2 separate regions of the Pan troglodytes genome follow, and region 2 is linked to region 1. The links are chromatin contacts, called in public HiChIP or PLAC-seq maps. All regions are on one chromosome and are shown on one strand. The core of a region is the stretch at or near the end of the contact, and the rest is flanking DNA. Distances in the headings are between cores, read along the strand shown. Region 1 holds the start of KAT5 (lysine acetyltransferase 5). Region 2 holds the start of BANF1 (BAF nuclear assembly factor 1).

Region 1 (6,778 bases), core at 3,096-5,595:
GGGGTTTCTCCATGTTGCCCAGGCTGGTCTCGAAATTCTGGGCTCAAGTGATTGGCCCACCTTGGCCTCCCAAAGTGCTGGGGTTACAGGTATGAGCCACTGTGCCCAGCCAGAAATTGCTTTTTATTTTATTATTTTTTTTTACACGAAGTCTTGCTGTCTCCCAGGCTGGAATGCAGTGGTGCAATCTCGGCTCACTGCAAACTCTGCCTCCTGGGTTCACGCCATTCTCCTGCCTCAGCCTCCCGAGTAGCTGGGACTACAGGCACCCGCCACCACGCCCAGCTAATTTTTTGTACTTTTTAGTAGAGACAGGGTTTCACCGTGTTAGCCAGGATGGTCTCGATCTCCTGACCTTGTGATCCGCCCGCCTCAGCCTCCCAAAGTGCTGGGATTACAGGTGTGAGCCACCGTGCCCAGCCCAGGAATTGCTTTTTAACCGCCTGCTGCTGGGTACTGCCACTTGGATGCCCAGGTCCACATTAATAATTACAGAATAGTGGTTAACACAGCATCTTCATCACCTAAGCTCTGTCCCGTGTACGAGCCTTCCCTCATCCTCCCTTTTCTGCCTCCCAGCCAGAATGATCTCTGCCTTTCACAAAGACCACCTTTGTGCATCCATGCCTACTCCTCAGAACACCACTGCAAGAAATCCCCTCAGCCACTTTGTCATCCACCGAGGTTGAAAGGTAACCCTCTATGAAGCTCTGCTGACCACCTCCTTTGGGTCCTGCTAACCTACCCACTGTTTCATGACACTTAGGACACTGGGAGCTAGAGGTCATTGGTATGACTGTCTCTCCCATGGACTAAGCTGTCAGAGAACAGAGACTGTCTCATTCCTGGCTACCAGCACCTGCCAGACAGCAGGAACTCAATAAAAATGGGCTGGACTGATCTGCTGGCTTGACTGGTCAGTGTTTACCTGAGCAAGAAGAAGCTGTCATTTGATTCACCCCAGCGCCTCACTGCCTCTCAAGCACTAACCTTGTTCTTACGTCCATCAATCTCAAAGAAGGAAATGGTGCCCTTGCGGTAAATCTCATTGCCTGGAGGATGTCGTAGGTCACACTTGGTCTGGGGAAGAGAGGAGGATCAGGAACAAGGGCAACGTGGAGGGTGCTGGGAAGGCAGCCTCCCTGGACCCCTCATACCAAATGACGCTGAAGACACTTGAGACTACGGCCGTACTTGAGGCAGAACTCGCACAGGTAGAGGACAGGCAATGTGGTGAGTTCCTGTGGGTACGGGGAGAAGTACCACGGCTTGAGGCGGTGCCGGCCCAGCTCAATGCACTCAATGTTCTTCATCCGGGTGACGATGTCGTCGTGGCTTCGATCAGACACCAGGCTGCCAGTCATGCGTGGTGCTGACGGTATTCCATCAGAGCTGTCCTGGGAGTCCTGCCCAGGGCCAGTGGAAAATACCAGGTTGTAAGAGACAGCTCAGCAAGACACCACAGCTCACAGCCCTTTGACAGGTTTCCTTCAAGCCTAACAGTAACCCTAAGGGGGAGGTACCATGATCCCCAATTTCCAGATAAAAATCCTGAAACCCTAAAGGATCGATGATGTGGAAAAGATCACCCAATGACCCCATTTTTTAGATGGAGTCTCAGTCTGTCGCCCAGGCTGGAGGGCAGTGGCGCGATCTTGGCTCACTGCAACCTCCACCTCCGGGGTTCAAGCAGTTCTCCTGCCTCAGCTTTCCGAGCTGGGATTACAGGCACCCGCCACCACGCCTGGCTAATTTTTGTATTTCTAGTAGAAACAAGGTTTCACCATGTTGGCCAGGCTGGTCTCAAACTCCTGACCTCAGGTGATCCGCCGGCCTTGGTTGGACTCCCAAAGTGCTGGGATTACAGGTATGAGCCATGGCGCCCGGCCCCAATGACTCATTTGAACCATGTTCTGCCTGTCTCCTAATCCCACCAACACTAGCTCTGCCCACCACCCCTTCTTTATTTTTAAACTCATCACTAAATAACTCTCCACCCTGCCTGCATCCCTTCCTTTTCACCCAGTTCCCTTCTGCTGCTACCCAGACCCACCTCATCAGTGCCCAAACAATTCGATTTTCGCTTCCGTCCTGGCTGGGCTGCCACTGCCCTACGGGCTGCTCCATTCTGCCGAGATAGTAGGAAAAGAAGGGATGGCTGTGAAATGAGCCTGAAAGAAGCCACCAGAGAGTAGAAGAGAGGAAGGGAACAAGAGATGGTTTGGGGAACTCACCTGGGGAAAAACCGAGGCCGGGGCTGTCTCGCTGGGCACTGGAGTTGCTGGTGAAACCACCTCCACCTTCCGTTTCTGCAGAGAGAAACCAACAAAGGTGGGTCAGAAGGTAGAGAAGGTGGGACCTGAGAAGAAAGCAAGGTCCCTGGAATTGCTGAGGGTACCGTTGAGCGGTGGTTGGGCTGCAGGCAGGAGCTGGAGGAGAGCGGCTGGTCAGGCTCGCCACCGGGAATGGCCTCCCGCTCCTTGGGCAGGTTGAAGCGGAGTGTGATCTGGACCGGGATTGGCAAGGTCTTCCCGCTGGCCTGCGCCGAGGCCGGCTGTAGAGATAGGTCCAGGGTCTTCCTCTGGGGCGGGGATGGCAGTGGGATGGGGAAGGGGAAGAGGGGTCCCTCACCTCAAAATTATCAAACCCCACCCTCGCCTTCTGAAGGACACAGGACTAGCTACTGGACTCTGGGAGCTACATGTGCAATTTGGCCCCCATCCTTTGCAAGATGAAGTCAGGGTGAGAGGGAGCCGCCTCCTGCCCATCCAGGAGCCCCTAATGCCAACAGACAAGAGAAATAGGAGGCAGGAGAGAAAAGGTGAAGTGGGGGACCTACTCACCACCTCTCTCTCTGGAGAGCCGGGACGGGACCCAGGAAGTCCGTTCTTGGTGGGGGTCTTGGCCTCTTTCTTGGGGAACTGGATCTTCTTTAGGTCCAGCCGCTCGTGCGTCACCCATTCATCCAGACGTTTGTTGACTGTAGCAGTGGGGATGGCTCAGGACAGAATGCCAAAGACTGTCCCCCAACCCTACCCTGATGCCCCACCTCAGGCCCAGAACTCACAGTCAATGTAATGGACGTAGAAAAGCTTCCGGCCACTGATGTCCTTCACGCTCAGGATCTCGGCCAGGGCTATGAGAATAGCATAGACAGGGGCCTTAGACAGGCCAGGCTATGAGACTCCACCCTTCCACGACCTGAACTCCACCCCCAGGCCGGATCCCTAAGCTCCAGCACTTAGGTCTCTCCTAAGCCGCCTTCAGTCACAAGTGCCACCCCTTTCCAGGCCCCGCCCTGTACCTCTCGGAGCAGCTAAGAGCCACGCCCCTTCATCAAACTATCTGCGCCTCGCCCGCCCCATAATTCCAGAGGCCCCTCCCCATCCCGGGATTTCAGTTGACTCCCTTCCGCCCCTCGCCCTCAGGTTCCTTAGTCCCGCCCCCCAACGTCACTCACGCCACTCATCTTCGTTGTCCTGGTTCCGCCGCAGCACGGGTAGGCGGCAGCCCTCGATTATCTCCCCCTGGGGAGACAGCGCGACGCCAAGGTCGGCTACTGGGGGGCCTCGGGCTCTACCCACCTCCCCTGGCTCCCTCCGCCCCGCCCCGGGCACCGGACTCACCACCTCCGCCATCTTCCCTCCCTCCACTGCCACTTCCGGCCCCTCTGGGAGACGTCACTTCCGGGACCGAGCGCCCTGTGGGCCCGGGCTTCACGAAGCCCCTGTAGAGGGGGACCTTTGAGAGACACCGCGACCCAGCTGCGAGGGGCAAGACTGCCCCTGTGACTCGGGGGAAAACGGAGTGTTACAAGCCTCAGGCCGAGCCCTAGGTGGAAACCCCATAAAGTGCACAGCCAGTGGCGGTCTACTGAGTCCGTCACGTGACGCCCACCGGGTGCGAAGCTGGTCACGTGTATGCGGAGCGGGTCACGTGGCAATACCGTTTTTGGCTTTGACGGAGGGAAGTCCTCGGGCGTCTCCTTGTGGCGGTGGGAGGTGTTGCCGGGAGTCAACTGGGCGTGAGAGGCTGGAGAAAGGAAGTGGGCTTAGAAGGGCTCGAACGCTCCCCCAAGTCTGTGGACTTCATTCCGTAGGCAAGAGGACTCAGGGAAGATTCCTAGCTTTATTTTGTATATTAGGCTTTTTTAATTTGTATATATTTATTTTTGAGACGGAGTCTCGCTCTGTCGCCAGGCTGGAGTGCAGTGGCGCGATCTCAGCTCCCTGTAACCCCCGCCTCCCGGGTTCAAGCGATTCTCCTGCCTCAGCCTCCCGAGTACCCAACTAATTTTTGTATTTTTAGTACAGGCGGGGTTTCACCATGTTGGCCAGGATGGTCTAGAGCTCTTGACCTCGTGATCCGCCCGCCTCGGCCTCACAAAGTACTGGGATTACAGGCGTGAGCCACCGCCCTCAGCCATATTAGGCTTTTTTTTTTTTTTTTTTTTTTTTTTTTTTTTTTTTTTGAGACAAGGTCTGGCTCTCTCGCCCGGGCTGGAGTGCAGCCAGCGAGGCACAGTCTCCGCTCACTGCAGCCTCCCCCTCCCGGGATCAAGTGATCCACCTCAGGCTCTCCAGTAGCTGGGACTACAGGCGCGCACCACCAAGCCTGGCTAATTTTTTTAAATTTTTGTGTAAACAGGGTTTGGAGACTGGGCATGGTGGCTCACACCTGTAATCCCAGCTGCCTCCAGTCTAATCATGAGAAAAACATCAGACAAATCCCAATTGAGAAACATTTTACAAAATACCCCATGAATACTCCTCAAAACTGTGAAGGTGTCACCGGTGGAGGGTGTACAGGTTCTTGGCATCTAAAATAATGGGACAAAACAGCTGGGCGCGGTGGCTCACGCCTATAATCCCAGCACTTTGGGAGGCCGAGGCGGGCGGATCACGAGGTCAGGAGATTGAGACCATCCTGGCCAACACGGTGAAACCCTGTCTCTACTAAAAATAAATACAAAAAATTAGCTGGGCGTGGTGGCAGACGCCTGTAGTCCCAGCTACTCGGGAGGCAGAGGCAGGAGAGTGGCGTGAACCCGGGAGGCAGAGCTTGCAGTGAGCCGAGATGGCGCCACTGCACTCCAGACAGAGCAAGACTGTGTCTCAAAGAAAAAGAAAAAGAAAGAATTGGCCAAAATGCACAAAGCAAGGAAGGAATGAACGATTTATTGAAAATGAAAGTACACTCCAGTGTTGGGGCCGGCTGAGCATAGGTGCTCAAGGGCCCAGTTACAGAATTTGTTGGAGTTTAAATACCCTTTGGAGGATTCCATTGGTTATTTGGGATATGCCATATGTAAATGAAGAGGATGAAGTAAAGTTACAAAGTCATTTAGGGTGTACTCCCTAAGGAGAGGATATTTCCCGTCATAACTGAAGTGTGAATCGGCCTTATATGTTCCCTGCCTCCAGACCCTATTTTCCTGCCTCAGAGGTGGCTGAACATGGTGGCTTACGCCTATAATCCCAGTGTTACAGGAAAGGGGTCCCCATCCAGACCCCAAGAGAGGGTTCTTGGATCTCGTGCAATAAAGAATTCAGGGCGAGTCCAGCACTTTGGGAGGCCAGGCAGGTGGATAACCTGAGGTCAGGAGTTCGAGACCAGCCTGACCAACATGATGAAACCCCATCTCTACTAAAAATACAAAAATTAGGCTGGTGTGGTGGTGCGCGCCTGTAATCCCAGCTACTCAGGAAGCTGAGGCAGGAGAACCCGGGAGGCGGAGGTTGCAGTGAGCCAAGATCAGGCCACTGCACTCCAGCCTGGGAACAGAACAAGACTCCGTCTCAAAAAAAAAAAAAAAAAAGAATTGAGGGCGAGGCCATAAAGTGAAAGCAAGTTTGTTAGGAAAGTAAAGGAACTCAATGCTGGTTGCCCATTTTTCTGGTTATTTCTTGATGATCTGCTAAGCAAGGGGCGGATTATTCATGCCTCCCCTTTTTAGACCATATACGGTAACTTCCTGCTGTTGCCATGGCACTGGTAGGAGTGCAGCAGTGAGGACAACCAGAGGTCACTCTAGTGGTCATCTTGGTTTTGGTGGGTTTTAGTCGGCTTTCTTACTGCAACCTGTTTTATCAGCAAGGTCTTTATGACCTGTATCTTGTACCGACCTATCTTATCTTGTGACTTAGAATGTCTTAACCGTCTGGGAATGCAGCCCAGTAGGTCTCGGCCTCATTTTACCCAGCTCCTATTCAAGATAGAGTTGCTCTGGTTCATGCACCTCTGACACCGAGGCAGGCGGACAACTTGAGGTCAGGCGTTCAAGACCAGCCTGGCCAACATGGTAAAACACCGTCTCTACTAAAAATATAAAAGTTAGCTGGGCACGGTGGCATCCGCCTGTAATCCCAGCTACTCAGGAGGCTGAGGCGAGAGAATCGCTGGAACCCAGGAGGCAGAGGTTACAGTCAGCCAAGATTGTGCCACTGCATTCCAGCCTGGGCAACAGAACAAGACTGTGTCTCAGAAGGAAAAAAAGAGGCCGTGCGCAGTGGCTCGCTCCTGTAATCCCAGCACTTTGGGAGGCCAAGGCAGGCAGATCACAAGGTCAGGAGTTCGAGACCAGCCTGGCCAATATAGTGAAACCACATCTCTACTAAAAATACAAAAATTAGCTGGGCGTGGTGGCATCTGCCTGTAGTCCCAGCTATTCAGGAGGCTGAGGCGGGAGAATCACTTGAACCCAGGAGGCAGAGGTTGCAGTGAGCCAAGATTGTGCCAGTGCACTCCAGCCTGGGCAACAGACGGAGACTCCGTCTCA
Region 2 (6,280 bases), core at 333-2,832, 290 kb before region 1:
GCAAGAGCAAGAATCCAAAAAAAAGTTGAAATGGTTAGGGGAGAAAACTCCCAAAAAACCCCGGAGTACGTCGGAGGTGAGTACGACAATAGCAATCTTTTCCTTCGTAGAGGACAGGGGAGGAGTCCCTACTCGGCTGCAAACTCTGGATGAGGGCTGGGGATTAGGAGCTTCCCAGAGAGCATCACAAGAAGGCGTCGCACCACTCTCGAAGGCATCCGAAGCAGTCCCGGGACTGCTTGGCGTTGGCGCCACAAGTGTCTTTCAGCCATTCCCGGAAGAGGTCTTCATCTTTCTTTAGCACCAGAAACTGGCCAAGGACAACATAGGCCTGCAAAACAGGGAAAAGGAAGGGGCGTGCTGCTCAGTGCTCAGTGAGAGATAAGAGCAAGACAGCCATTCCTGTGCCATTCAGAGCACACAAGCCCAGGAAGCAGCGCAGGTTTTGCCCCCCTCTCCTCTCCACCAGGTGCCCAGGCTCTGGCAGCCTCTTCAGATTATACCTTACTGTCCATCCCCCAGCAGATGGAATCACTTCCCTTCCACCCCCCGCTTGCACTAGGTACACGCAGCCACCCCACACCTTGTCAAAACCCCTTTCCTCCAGCTTCTTGCCCAGGACTTCACCAATCCCAGCCAGGCTCCCCACTGGCTTCTCCCCCATGGGCTCTGCCACGAAGTCTCGGTGCTTTTGGGAGGTTGTCATCTTGATCAGGCTTAATCTAGGAATCCCAAAAAAAAGGCAGATTAGGGCTGAAGACCTGGAACTCCTAAGGGCCCACGAGCAATCTCATAGTAAGAGGAAGCCAAGCCAGGGGCTACCGTGGCTTGCTCGATCCCCCTCATCCTGAAAGGAGAAACCAGTTCCAGGGAGACTCTTCCCTACTATTTTTAAGAGGAGTTTCTTCCTGCAGGACCTGGATTTTGATCTTGCCCCAGAGGAAAAACGATCCTGCCTAACAGGTGGCGCAAGCGGGGCAGTGGAAAGATTCCCAGAGTCCGTAGCCAGGGCTGCGCGGAAGCTGTCACTCCCTCTGTGACCTTGGCTGAACCAAGACGACACTGACTGCCTGGAACGGCCACTTGGCGTGGAAAGCTAACCAAAGGGTCTCTCTACCTACAGGGCGAAGCGCACACCTAGCGCTGCGCACACCCGCTCCCCGCCCGCGGGGTTCACGCCGCGCCCCAGCTCCGCCCCCACCGAGCGCCGCTGCGGCCCGCCCCTTCCCGCGGCCCGGCTCCCACGCGCCGCACCCCGCCCCCTCCCCGCAGCGCGGCCAAGCTCTCCCCCAGGGCCCGCCACAGCGCCTGCGACCCCTCTCCTCCCCTTCTCCCCGCAACCCCTCTGGCCTCCAGTCAGGGCCCTGCTCCGCGGCTGGCGCTCACCCGCAACTTCAGTTCCCGTAACGGTTCCTCCCGCCACCCGGCCGCTCCTGCGGATACCTCAAGCCACTAGAACTTTCTTCCACTTCCGTTTCCGGGTCGCTTCAAGAGCCGCCTTTAAAAAAGAAACCTTCCACGTTGGGCACTTCTAGCCAGTTAGAGCTATAGAGTTGAGGCGCCCCGGACCTCGACGGCGTCCTTAGTAGGCGCTGCTTTCCGGTCCTTCGCGGGAAGCCCTGCCTTCTAAGGTCTCGCTTCTCGCGCAGTTCTGAGGGAGATAGGCCTCCAGGGAGAGGACTTCCTTTCTCTGCTGCCCGGACCCGGAACTCAAGGACTTAGGCTTGACGGACCTGGCGTGGGGAAGAGTTAGAAGACGGACAAGGGAGGGGACCGGAGGCCTCCGAGACAGCGCCGGAAGTACGGTTTTCGGAGGGATCAGACTCAGACTCACGTCGCACTCCTCGCAGTTGGACTGGTGGGAACTGGGAACACTGGAGACCTGATTTCTAGCTGACGCTACCGTCGCGGCCGCCGGCAAGTTCCTTTACTGTGTTTTCTTGGTTCAGCCTTGAAGTGAGTCGTGGACGATCCTCTCTCAGCGTCCAGCCTAGACGGCGGGGTTGCTCCGGCAGCGTTCCTGGGAGCCGAGGGCCAGAGACTAAGTGTGGGTGTTTCTCTGAGGGTCTTTTCTCCGGGATAGACAGGGAGGAGGAAGGAGGACAGCAACTAGAGATGACAGTGTTTCCTTCGGAAACCATCAGTCTTAAGGGTACTGGCCTTCGTCTTCTAAGTACGCAAGTCAGAAATATGCAAATGTCGCAGACAAGCCTGCTCACCTCAACCTTTAATTAACTAGTTCCTGGCTTGGACCATCACGGTGGCCACCTAATTTGTCTCCGGCTGTAGTGTGTTGCCAGACTGAACTTCTCTGTTGTGTGACTATGCTAGACTTGGGGTGTACAAGCGTGTTGAGAAAGATACGGTTTATTTCAAACTCCTTCCAGAGAGGTTGCCAGGATGACTTCTCTGGAGCATGCGTATAGTTTTATATTACACCAGTACTTAAGATTATAGGAGTTACTTTTTTTTTTTTTTTTTTTTTTTTGAGACGGAGTCTTGCTCTGTCGCCCAGGCTGGAGTGCAGTGGCGCGATCTCGGCTCACTGCAAGCTCCGCCTCCCGGGTTCACGCCATTCTCCTGCCTCAGCCTCCCGAGTAGCTGGGACTACAGGCGCTCGTCATCACGCCCGGCTAATTTTTTGTATTTTTGTAGAGAGGGGGTTTCACCGTATTAGCCAGGATGGTCTCGATCTCCTGACATCGTGATCCGCCCACCTCGGCCTCCCAAAGTGCTGGGATTACAGGCGTGAGCCACCGCGCCCGGCCGGAGTTACTTTTACATGACATGCATTGTATTGTCCCATTCTGTTGTAGCAGGACGAGTCGCAGACAAAACCCCTCAGACACCAGATTAAAGAAGGAAGAGGTTTTTTTATTCGGCCGGGAGCGTCGGCAGACTCGTGTCTTAAGAGCCAAGCTCCCCGAAAAAGAAATTCCTAGCCCTTTTAAGGGCTTACAACTCTACGGGGTCTACGTGAAAAAGTCATAATAGATCAAGTAAGCGTGAGAAACGTGACTGGGGGCTACATACATCAGCTAACAGAACAAAAAGTTTTACAGTGCTTTCTTATACAATGTCTAGAATTTACAGATAACACCAGTAGTTTTGGTCAGGGGTTAATAAGATTATTATTATTTTAGCCACCAGGGCCAGGTGGTGGTGCCAAGGTCATCTAGCTATTTATCTTACTTCTGTTTCTTTCCAACTTTTTGCTTTCTCCCTTTTCTCCTGTCTTATAAACTAGGGAAAAGGGGAGGTTGGGGAGAAACGAAGAAGGCCAACAGGAGAAGTGGTGGCCTCATACCATACTGTAACAGTGCTGAGTTAGCTGTTATTTCTCTGGGACCTAGAGAAGTTGAATAGTTAGGAAATAAACCAAGGTAGGATTTGAATCCAGGCAGTTAGACTTCAGAACCCATGTTCTTAACCAAGACACCGTGTCACCCCTCAGTAAAAGGCCCCTCCCCATCTTCAGAACAGTCCTGGGTTCTGAGCCTGCCATCCAAGGAACTCAGGAGGAGGAGTTGACAGTGTCTTCGTTCCTAACCAGCGTGGGACAACTTCAGCATGTCTCAGGCCACCAAGAGGAAGCATGTGGTGAAGGAGGTGCTAGGGGAGCACATAGTGCCCTCCGACCAGCAGCAGATTGTCAGGGTGAGTGGCTTGGGGCACAAGCTGTTCTGCTCCCCACCCCTGCAGCCCTGGAGGGCCCCTGGGGTGGGGGTAGGGTGCAGCGTGTCTGAGAGGGTGTTTGATCTGACTGATGAGACTGATTCTTGGTCTCTCCTGAACCAGGTACTCAGGACCCCAGGGAACAATCTGCATGAGGTGGAGACAGCCCAAGGGCAGCGCTTCCTGGTGAGCATGCCCTCCAAATACCGCAAGAACATCTGGATCAAGAGAGGTGAGAGGATTACTCCTGTAATCCCGGCACTTTGAGAGGCTGAGATGGGAGGATCGCTTGAGACCAGCCTGGGCAGCATAATGAGACCTTGTCTCTACAAAAAGAAAAAAATTAGTTGGGCACGTGCCTGTGATCCCAGCTACTCAGGAGGCTGAGGCCTGAGAATCACTTGAGCCTGGGAGGTGGAGGCTGCAGTCAGCTATGATCATGCTATTGCTTGCCAGCCTGGGCAACAGAGCAAGACCCTGTCTCAAAAAAAAGAAAAAAGAGAGAGAGGTGAGAGAGGCAGCCCTCTCTAGGAGATAGAACCACTTCCTATGGCTTTGGCTTTCCTTATTGCAAGCAGGCCTGACTTTGCCTTTTCTCTTCTTACCTACAGGGGACTTTCTCATTGTTGACCCCATTGAAGAGGGAGAAAAGGTGAAGGCTGAAATCTCGTTTGTGCTCTGCAAGGACCACGTGCGCTCTCTGCAGAAGGAGGGGTTTTGGTAGGTGGTCCCCTTGATCATTGGCTGTCTGGCTTCTGGAGGCATTGCCTTCCTAGCTTGGGAATTAGGGGAGGGAAGGTCATGGCATCCCAGGCAGACACAGCTGGAAGCAGCTCTTTTGTGAGAAATTTATTTGTCCTTTCTGACTTTGGCTCATCTCTTGGCATAGGCCTGAGGCCTTCTCTGAAGTGGCTGAGAAACACAACAACAACAGGAACAGGTGAGGAACAAGCCTTGGGGTGGGGTACATGGAAAATAAGGGGTTCATGCTTTGGTGCCTTGAGGGAAAAATAGAGCCTTCTTTCCTCCTTACATAGGGTATCTGTTGAGAGCTCCTAAGCATGTGGTATAACATGGTTATGAATGGGGCTTGAAGGTCAGATGCTCTGGGTTAAAATCTTGGCTTTGCCACTTAAAGCTGAATGACTTTAAGCACGTTATTTAATTCCTTCAAACTCTATTTTCTTATATGTAAAATGGGAGCTTTGTGAGGATTAAAGAAGTGGATGGCTTGTAAAATTGCTTAGTGCAGTATCTATTATGTGATATGGGTCCATTAAGTGTTAGTTGGTGGTCGTAGAATCATTATTTCTAACTAAAACAAATGGCTGTGGCACACGTTTGGGGAGTGGGGTCAGTCTTTAGCCTGTTTCTTTGGCCACGTTTCCCCACTGTTTGCTCTCCTGTGTCCCTTGTTTGAGTCTTTAAAGGGTGCTGTAGGGCCCTGACTGCTGGGCCGGATGGTCCTTTTTTTGGAACTCCTTGATTGTAGATCTTATTTTCCCAGAAGGCGCTGGGCTAACCCTGCTCTCTTCCCTTCGTGCAGACAAACTCAACCAGAACTCCCAGCTGAGCCACAGTTATCAGGAGAGGAGTCCAGCTCAGAAGATGATTCTGACCTGTTTGTTAACACAAACCGCAGACAGTATCATGAGAGTGAGGAGGAGAGCGAAGAGGAGGAGGCAGCCTGAGACTCCAGGACCCAATTCTCCACTTGCTCAGGGACTGGCCCCTGGCTCTTCTGGGCTTGGACATTCCCAGGGTGCTCTGCAGATCTTCACCCCTGCATGAGGACAAAGTAGGGCTCCTCTCTGAACTGATCTTTTGATTCAGAGAATTAAACCCCTGGTGGGTTGGTGACTTGTTCTGGTGTCTGAGTGGCTCTCTCGGGGGAGGGAGATTGTGATGAAGTGAAAAACTGCTCCCTATTTATTAGAGACCTTGTGGGTGGGTGGGCTGAATGGGGAGGAAATGGGAAATGGCTGGAGTCTTTCCCAGGTGGTTTGTTCTTTCTTATTGGGCACTTAGAAAGTGCCAGGCCGTGCTCTGGGCCTCCTTGCATGTGTTTAACAGCTGGGAGCACTCCTGCTTCCTTGCCTGCTTGCAGTTCATACCAATTTAAGCATTCAGGATGACAGCCCTAGGACCTAACACCCACCTGCCTCTAAGAGACGCTCAGGAGCCCATGGTGCCTCGTGCTGTTCTCCCCGCCTTTCTAGTCACCCTGTGTACGGGAGTGCTCACCTCCAGCTACTGTGTCCATCCCCACATGCGACCTCATCTCTCCCACTCTGTACCATCTATCACTTCCAGAAGGTGGCTGGCAAATCTCTCTATCCTTAACTTTGTTTTGAATGGTCCATCCATCTCCTGACTTTATTTGAAACCTGATTATTCCCTGAGGGCATTGATTGTCTTATAACCTTTTAAATAGAGGCTGCTTTTCCACCCTCACCCTTCATTCTTCTAACCAGCCCTGACATTCTCATGAGTAACCTGCCTTCACTTCCCTCTTGTGTAGCATCAATTCCGTAGTCCACCCTATACCCCTCTGTCTCCCTCCATTCTGTTCCGCTAGTAAAACCCTAACCCTGGGTAAACCCAA

Evidence for each region. HiChIP or PLAC-seq counts read pairs in DNA pulled down with a chosen protein or histone mark.
Region 2: an H3K4me3 HiChIP or PLAC-seq map of stem cell-derived excitatory neurons shows a contact between it and region 1, with 5 times the contacts expected there. The contact joins the promoter of BANF1 here to the promoter of KAT5 in region 1. A contact is called at or near these places in 1 of 7 Hi-C or Micro-C datasets (stem cell-derived neural progenitor cells) and 1 of 1 datasets of contacts at active chromatin or transcription factors (stem cell-derived excitatory neurons).

What each region holds. Positions count from the first base shown.
Region 1 is chr9:68,035,683-68,042,460 of NHGRI_mPanTro3-v2.0_pri, reverse strand. KAT5 (lysine acetyltransferase 5) reads right to left here and starts at 4,345. Exons shown (of 13, transcript XM_001170139.7): 1 at 3,627-4,345; 2 at 3,461-3,527; 3 at 3,068-3,136; 4 at 2,844-2,980; 5 at 2,235-2,309; 6 at 2,054-2,128; 7 at 1,158-1,406; 8 at 991-1,080. The coding sequence starts at 3,638.
Region 2 is chr9:68,327,746-68,334,025 of NHGRI_mPanTro3-v2.0_pri, reverse strand. BANF1 (BAF nuclear assembly factor 1) reads right to left here and starts at 1,582. Exons shown (of 3, transcript XM_016921282.3): 1 at 1,444-1,582; 2 at 584-722; 3 at 1-331. The coding sequence starts at 706. The coding sequence ends at 185. It overlaps EIF1AD (eukaryotic translation initiation factor 1A domain containing), which reads left to right and starts at 1,795. Exons shown (of 8, transcript XR_010147257.1): 1 at 1,795-1,917; 2 at 3,479-3,657; 3 at 3,799-3,907; 4 at 4,287-4,395; 5 at 4,565-4,615; 6 at 5,222-5,473.